Regions from separate parts of the Mus musculus genome. Here all the other regions are linked to region 2. The links are chromatin contacts, called in public HiChIP or PLAC-seq and promoter capture Hi-C maps. All regions are on one chromosome and are shown on one strand. The core of a region is the stretch at or near the end of the contact, and the rest is flanking DNA. Distances in the headings are between cores, read along the strand shown.

Region 1 (2,700 bases), core at 124-2,623, 250 kb after region 2:
CTTACACCTATAGACCAACACCAGAGCACGCCAGCATCCCATGTCCACTTCTAGATCAGTGGCTCTCAACCTTCCTAACTCTGCAAGCCTTTAATACAGGGCCTCAAGTTGTGGTGACTCCCAACCAAAAAGTTAGTCTCATTGCTACTCCATAGCTATCACTCTGCTAGTATTGTGCATCATAATGTAACTGGCTTTTCTGAAGGGGTCACAAGGGACGGGTTGCTCTAGACTTGTTCTAGATTCTGGCCCATGGGGAACAACAGCCTCACATGACATCAGGTGGTACCCAAATGCAACAAGTGTTTGTGGAAAGGATGATCTTGATCCATTTGGAGGAAGTATTGGAGGCTGAAGAGAAGTGGTAGAGGAGGTCCCCTGGGTGATGGTTAATTCTAATTATCAAGGAAACACAACCCAGAATCACCTGGGGAGAGAGTCTCAAAAGGGGACAGTCTAGGTCAGCTTGCCCCGTGAGCAGGTCTGGGAATGGCCAGGATTATCTTGATCACCTTAACTGATGAGGGAAGACCCAGCCTGAAGGGTGTGACACCCTTCATTGGTGTGATTGTACAAAAATATTCCTATCTCTTCACTCATGGGTGTGGGTGTGTTGTGGCCAGCTGTCTGGAAGCTCCTGCCTCTGTGACTTCCCTGCAGTGATGGCTACAACCAGGAACTGTGAGCTAAAATAAGCCCTTTCTTCTCTTCCCTAAACTGTTTGGTGTTAAGGTATTTTTATCACAGCGACAGAGTTGAAGCTAGGATGTTATGCTTCCCATCTCTCTCCCGTTCTCACTCACTCTTCTGCTCCAACTGGGCTCCAAAGCTTACACCACTGGAAAAGCAGGCCCTGACGCCAAACCCTGTAGGACTACTCCGAAATAGCTCCAGAAGTTAGAAATGGTGGTACAGACTGTAATCCTAAACTGAAGCTAAAGGGTCTCCAGATTCTAGGCTAGGATGGTGAGATCGTGTCTCAGGAGAAAGAAAGAAAAAAAAAATCTGAGAGATGGTTTACCGATTAAGAGCACTGACTGCTTTTGCAGAGGACCTGGATTGGGTTCCCAGTACCCATGTAGTTGATTATAAACATTCACAACTCCAGATCCAGGAGATCAGACGCTGGTACTAGTGCAGATGCATTTAAGCAAAATATCCATACACATAAAACAAATAAAACGCATAAACAAACAAAACCATCTTACCCTAAGAGGGTACATTAGTCAGGTTAATAATGTCCACTCATCCTCAGTCCCCCACAAGAGCCTGTACTTTCTAGATGTCCTAAATGCTTAGTAGTCCTAAACTACTGAGTGTGTTACTGGGTATCTAAATGAACGAATGAGTGAATGATAAATTCAGTGCGGCGGGACAGGAGTGCGCAGGGGGTCTGGGCGGCTCGGCCCTCGGGGGCGTGTCGGCCGAGGCAGCGGCGGAGCTCCCAGCTCGGCGCAGGAGGCGGCGGCCAGCATGGAGAGCGAGCTGGAGGCGCTGGCCCCGCGGCCCGCGAGCCCGGCGGAGCCACCCTTCCAGGCGTTGGTGGAGGCGGCGGGTGGCCGCGGGCAGGTGCTGCTGGTGGGCGAGCTGTGGGAGCGCGAGCAGAGCCGCGCGCTGCTGAGGGACTTCGCCGGTGCCGTGTTCCCGCCGGAGTCCGCGCCGGGCAAGCCGGGCTGCGCAGAGGCCGAGAGCGCGGGCACCGCGGCGGCCACCGAGTCGCACGGGGCTCCGGGGGCGAAGGCGGAGCGAGCCATTCGCTCGCCGCTCGTTTTCGTGCTGTGCCGCGTCGGATCGCTGACCTCCCGGGAGTCGCGGCGCCGCCTGCGGGAGATGCTGCGGGACGTGCGCGACCGGAGGTGTGAGGGCGCCGCGCTGGTCGGAGTGCTGGTGGCCGACACGGGTGCGGATGACGCGAGGGCGCCCGAACTGCAGCTGCTCGAGACGCTGCTGCGCACGGTGTTCGGCCGCCAGGTCGGGGGCCCGGTGCAAGCAGCAGCCTTTCGTCCCGGCTGTCCCGCCTCCAGCCTGGCGGTCCAGGAGGCGGCCTGCAGAGCCCTGCAAGCTGCGGGGCCGGGACGACCAGGTGAGGCTGCGTGTGGGGTCAGGCTGGGCACTGGGGAAGGCGTCCCTTTAGACCGGTTGAACCCGTTTAGGCCACCCAACTCTGTTGAGGTAAACTGAGGCCCGGTGCTGGGAGGTCCCCAGCACAAGGCTTCTCAGCCTAAGGTGGACATGCTCTGGACATGGAATTGAGTCTGTCTGGCCAGATCCTGACTGCACATGAGATCGGGGGTGGGGTATCTGAGGGTACAACTGGTGGGAAGTGGGTAAGAAGTAGAGTTGAACTGCTCTAAACAACAACAATGTAGGAGTTGGAAACTGGGATAGAAGATGCAAAAATTTGGGTGGTGTGCGTGGGAAGAACTGAGTCTGGGGGGCGGGGTGACTGTAGCTTTAGGACAAGTTTGTCCTGGTAGGATTGTCCTCAGAGCTTTAGGAGAGGGGGAGCTATACAGGAGGCTCGGTGTGGAAGGGAGGAAGGCAATCGAAGTTCCTGGCAAAAACACAGAATAGGTGCCAGGGACGTATCCGGAAGGGTGTGAGGGACCGAGACCGTGACGACCTCAGTTATTCCTGGTAGCCACCGATCGCTGGCTGCTTCCGCCAGGTTTTCCTTCCACGCTCTATTCTAAAGTGTAG
Region 2 (2,700 bases), core at 191-2,690:
GGAGAGCCATTGAGTTGTAAAATAAATAAATAAATAAACAAACAAACTCACCTGAGAAAGGCTCAGGACTATACTTGAACCCCAAACACCCAGAGTAGTCACTGGCTGGTAATAGAGACTTTCTATCGGCTTGAGCCCATGTCTGAGTGATCTTCTCTATTGTTATGGATACTTCATACGTGTTATCTTCTCTATCTCCCTCATCTTTGTCTCAGCTTTCTTTGTGTGCATACAAACTACCCACGACTGAATCCAGAATCTACCATAATTATAGTATAGCCTGAGCTATACCCCCGAGCCCTACTATAGGGTGTCAGCAACCCCCGTCTACTGTATTTGTGGAATTCCTCCGGCCCTTCACTCTGATCTTCATATCGCAGTAACAGTGATTACGACTTTTTTTTTTTGAGACAGGGTTTCTCTGTGTAGCCTTGGCTGTCCTGGAACTCACTGTGTAGACCAGGCTGGCCTCAAACTCAGAAATTCGCCTGCCTCTGATCACGACCTTTTTAAAACGCCAAAGCCTGGCCCTTTCCTGCTCCAAATCCTATGGATAGCTTGCTTCTCTCAAGTATTGAAGTTCTCACAGGAGGCTCACATCGCCTTGCTTCCTTCAGGAAACCACTTCCTTAGCACACTGTAGCTGTCCAAAATCCTGTCCCATTGTTAAGCATATAGCAAAGGAGCACACATGTAGCATTTTTGAGTTCCAGACTCTGTCATTAGATCTCTGTAATGCATTATTTTATTCCTCTGGGTGTGTGTTCATGGCACTTGTTTCTCTCTCTCTCTCTCTCTCTCTCTCTCTCTCTCTCTCTCTCTCTCTCTCTCTCTCTCTCTCTCTCTCTCTCTCTCTCTCTCTCTCTCTCTCTCTCTCTTTCTTTCTTTCTTTCTTCATGGAACTTGCTTCCCTATCTATCTATAGGCAGAGTTTTTCACACAGCCCGGGCTGACCTAAACCTGTGAAGTCTAGGATGACCTTGAACTCCTAATTCTCTTGAGTTCACCTCCCAGTGTTGGGATTACAGGCATGCACCACTAAAATCCACTTTGGAAAAAGTAGGATATGTACCCTTGTTGGATCTTGTTTCTTTGGAATATTTCATCACTTTTTTTCCCCTGTCAGGAGATGCCAAAGTGAAGTTACAGGTTCTGCCCAAGCATGAAAGAACCCATTTGAACAGTTTTGAGCCCTCCGCAGATGTAAAGTTTTAAGACTTGAGGAAGTGGACTGTGTTCCTCCAGGAACTAGCAAGTAAGGGGCGCATAGACGACGACTCCAGCTCCCCTTCTGCTTTTTCTCAGTGCCCCCAGCTCTTCAACTTGCCGGCGACTCAGGCGTCCCGAGTCCGCCCGGCCGTCCGGGGGCGCCCGAGTACGCAGAGGGCGTTGCGGCGCCGCCCGACGTCCCGCCTTCGGCGGCTGCGCAGTGCGCACGTCAAAGCCGGGCTCAGGCCGGAGCTGGGCGCGGGGCGCCAGGAGCCGCGCGGCCTGAGAGAGTCTGGGGCTTCAGTAGCCGCGCGAAGGCTGAGACAACCTCAGAGGCGAAGGCAGTGCGGGACCTCACGGCCACAGCCGCAGCCCTACCGAGCGCAGCACCGCGGCGGCCACAGCAGGAACCCCTGGGCCACCGTCCGCCCGCGCAGCCGCCGCCGCCGCCGCGGGAGCCCGTCGCCCGGAGCAGCTGCGGGCGGAGGACAACGGAGGGCCGGAGCGTCCGAGCCGCGCCGCGGGGACCGAGCGAGCAGCCCGAGGCGGCGGCGGCCGAGGACGGGGACGGAGACGAAGCAGAGAGGGAGCTCCCTGGCCCGGCCCAGCCCGGTGAGTGATCCCCCGGCCCGGCCCTGCTCGCGACGCGGACGCCCGCCGGCTTCCGCCCGACCCGCCTCCATTTTCCCGGGTGGCGGCGGCGGGAGCGGCCCGGAGCAGCCGGAGCTCCGGGCGCCGCCCTTGTCCTCGCCCGTACTAGGCTCCGGGGGCCTGCCGGCCGGGGCTACAACTAACCGGGGTAGAGCTGGCCCGGCCAGCTGTCACTCCCGCCGCTCCGGGGACTCCGAGCACCTAGCCCTGGGCTCCGCGTAGCCTCACTGTTAGCGGGACGCTGACACTATCTTTGTAGGGGACCTTTCAGGAAAATGCCTAACTGATTTCTGGCTAGGAATTGTGCGTTCGGCGCGTTCCCGGGTTCGGTTGGAGCAATCCAAAACGCCGACTGCGTGCCGGTGCCGGAGCGACTCCGAGGTGAACCCGGCCGGGAGGTGCCCTCCCCTGGGGAGCTTTAACGCGGTGATGTGAGAGATAAGACGAGTACACAAATAGCTAAGATACCAGGCAGGAGGGGGATAGATAAGTTCCGTTTAGGAACTACCAATTGCTAGAAAGGTGCTCCGGGGTGACTGGACCTGTCGATCGTTTCCGCCTTCCCACGAACCTGGGAGGCTTCCTGGGCGAGGCGGTGCTAAACCGGGTCTAGAAGACTCGATTGGATTCGGGAGAAGGGGGTTGCAGTGGAGAAGGGCGTGGAGGGGCAACAAAGCTGGAGGACAAAGGTACAAAGAGCATGCGAATGTTGCCAATTCCATCACCGGGTGCCGTGATAGGTGGGGTAGACTAAAGAGGCATTTGGAGTCAGATCTTTGAATGCTGTAGAGGAGCTGTTTGAACGACCTTCCACGGAAAACTTAGAACTCATTTTTCAGT
Region 3 (2,700 bases), core at 186-2,685, 230 kb after region 2:
CAGGACTGAGACTGAGAAACTGATTTCAATCAGGTTATGCTCATCAGTCAAAGTCTAGCAGTCACTGAAAAGGTTCCAGCCTGATTCTGAATGTCATCCCTTCAAATGGCCCATAGATCTTTGACCTCAGAAACTGCCAGCTTCTTGTAGATTCACCTACCCACTGAACCGCCTTGCTCCAAACCAACCAGACACAGCCTGAGCCATACTGATCTAAGCTGCACTCCCAACCCATATCTTTCTCTAATCTTCTCATGCAAGAAACTTAATTTTTTTCCAATTCTTTAATTTCAAAGTCTGTATAATCTGACTCCCCATTGCCTACTGGGGTCATAAAGAAAAATAACCCTTTAGAACTTAATCTTGAGTGTGTCACCAATCAACTAGAAATGGGGATTTAGTTTGGGAGGTACTTATATAACTGAATTTCTCTGAACATCAATATCCTTTTTGGGATAATAATAATAGTGATGACAATAATGTAATAATAATAATAATAGTCAGCAAAGTCTTTGCTGGCTCTAGAAGCCTGAAAATAGATTCTCTCACTTCACTGTTGACATCTGGTCTAGCCTTTGTGTGTAGCTTGTCTAGGACCTTTCTGGCTCACTCGCTCTCCCTCCACCCTCCTTACTGCATCCTCACCCCTTCCCCAGCTTCTGGTGTCTGAGTAGGGCAGGTGTACTTTACCCACGCAGCTTACCTACTTCATGGAGGAAGTTCTTTCTGGGAACGCACTTTTCTATTGTGATGTGTGACAGGCTATCTTTTCAAAACACTTTTCACTCTTCCACCCTAAAATGGAAGTTAAATTGTTAAGAGATTCATAGTTTGTTTGACCTAACCAGTGTTTTGGGAGGTAATACCAATGAAATGAATTTGAGAAATTTTTCGTTTTCTGAGAACTGGCTTAAGGTAGAATTGGCCAAATTCGAGGATTCTTATAAAAGTTTAGACATACACACACACTCATACAAGCAAGCACTCGTGTTCACATATATTCAGAGATGACAGAAGGCAGTGGGTTGTGGGAGGTAAAATGCTAAAAAAGGAAGTCAAATCTTCAGGAAAGTTCCCTAAATGTTAACCATAATGTTTGTGTTTGGGGATAGACACGTAGAAACCAGCAACGGAGCTGAGAATCCTTCCTATTCAGGATGTCTTCGAATAAAAAGTAGCTCTCACGGACCCTGGAACGTGCAGCCGAAAGGTGCCTGAGGCTCTGGTCACATAATCATGGATCCAGTTCTCTTAGGCCCAAAGACTGTCTTAATTAGACCATGGAGGAACAAGGCAGCTGCTGCCTCCTGCCGGTTCAAGCAGGAAGCCCTGGGAGAGGAAACCGGTGCCAGAGCCCTAGCCACAGGGGCCAGCCTGGCTTTTGTGACCTCACAGGAGGTATGGGTGACTCTTGTCTGTGGGACCTTGCTGTGGTCAAAGATCAGAGACATACCCACAGGGGAGACTGCCTACCTAGGGAGGGAGCCAGGAAATTCACAGCTCCATGTAGCTCCACGGTGTTACTCTAGAAGGATCACCATGAAGAAGGTCAAAAAGAAAAAGTCTGATTCCAGGCGCCGCAGGAATTCCATTTCACCGCAGACTAGCTCCGATTCCTCACAGCAGCCCAGCTCAGAAACCCCGCCGTCATGTCCAGAGCCCGCCTCGCCACCATCTAAGCCACAGCCTTGCCAGGAGTCCACCACACCACACCAAGTTAACCCTGAGCCTAAACCGCAACAGCATACACCACAGCCTCTCCCGCCTCCAGAGAAACCTGCCTCATCTCCGTTCCTGGTACCCATGGAACCTAAACCAATTCTTCCAAGCAGGAAAGCAGGTGGGCGGACTTCCTGCTTTAAGGCAGTTCTAGCCTTCTTGCTGATAGAGTCCCAGAGCTACCAGAGGTGGGCTCCAGTCTGGTGGTGGTGGTGTATAGTCAGCATGCTGCCCGGGGCTAAGTTTATAAGCTGTGGAGGGGATGATTTTTTTCCCCCTTAGGTTTTTCAAGACAGGGTTTCTCTGTGTAGCCCTAGCTGCCCTGGAAATCACTTTGTAGACCAGGCTGGCCTCGAACTCAGAAATCCGCCTGCCTCTGTCTTCCAAGTCCTGGGATTAAAGGCATGTGCCACCACGCCCGGCCAAGAGGATGATTTTTATGAGAGAGTAGAATCCCTAGGCTATGTCCTTCTGTAGCATCTCAGGTCTCGCTGCAAACAGCCATGGATACATACTAACATTTACGGCTCCATGGGGGGAGACCCTCTCATTAGGAGTCAGTTAGTATCCATTCAGAAATTAAAAGCAAATATAGACTAAAAGAAAGGAAGCAGTGATATGCCTTCTGGCTACCTTTTATTGGTTATTCGAGAGGCCAGACCACTCCAAAGAAGATAGTACAGGGTGATGGAGGTAGATGACTATGGTACAGCCTTTGAGAGAATTGGGGGTTTCTGTTTGTCAGATGGAAGATAGGAGTTTTGTTTTGTCTTTCCATGTTACCCTAAGAGATCTGACCTTGGACTACAGAGAGGATGGCTAGATCAAAATATAGGACTCCTGACTAACTCCTAACTTCAGATAAGCCACAAATAATGTTATAATCCTTAGTATCTGTTCCAAATAGGCATCCTATATTTCTGCTTGTCATCCCTTCCCACAGAAGATACTAGAAAAGGGTCTGCGCAATGTATAAAGCAA

Evidence for each region. HiChIP or PLAC-seq counts read pairs in DNA pulled down with a chosen protein or histone mark. Capture Hi-C pulls out chosen DNA fragments and counts their contacts.
Region 1: an HNF4G HiChIP or PLAC-seq map of pancreatic cancer cells shows a contact between it and region 2. The contact joins the promoter of 2810459M11Rik here to the promoter of Cab39 in region 2. A contact is called at or near these places in 6 of 39 promoter capture datasets (HPC-7-derived erythroid cells, cranial neural crest, fetal liver and 3 more), 3 of 484 Hi-C or Micro-C datasets (pro-B cells, rod photoreceptor and stem cell-derived neurons), 7 of 115 datasets of contacts at active chromatin or transcription factors (the SCID.adh cell line, astrocytes, bone marrow-derived macrophages and 4 more) and 3 of 9 other capture datasets (adipose tissue, liver and pancreatic islet).
Region 3: a promoter capture Hi-C map of liver shows a contact between it and region 2. The contact joins the promoter of Spata3 here to the promoter of Cab39 in region 2. A contact is called at or near these places in 3 of 484 Hi-C or Micro-C datasets (all in embryonic stem cells), 8 of 115 datasets of contacts at active chromatin or transcription factors (astrocytes, craniofacial prominence, embryonic stem cells and 2 more) and 4 of 9 other capture datasets (adipose tissue, embryonic stem cells, liver and 1 more).

What each region holds. Positions count from the first base shown.
Region 1 is chr1:86,044,490-86,047,189 of GRCm38.p6, forward strand. 2810459M11Rik (RIKEN cDNA 2810459M11 gene) reads left to right here and starts at 1,374. Exons shown (of 3, transcript NM_001144993.1): 1 at 1,374-2,083. The coding sequence starts at 1,474.
Region 2 is chr1:85,792,001-85,794,700 of GRCm38.p6, forward strand. Cab39 (calcium binding protein 39) reads left to right here and starts at 1,441. Exons shown (of 9, transcript NM_133781.5): 1 at 1,441-1,821.
Region 3 is chr1:86,020,510-86,023,209 of GRCm38.p6, forward strand. Spata3 (spermatogenesis associated 3) reads left to right here and starts at 1,436. Exons shown (of 4, transcript NM_001122732.2): 1 at 1,436-1,840. The coding sequence starts at 1,540.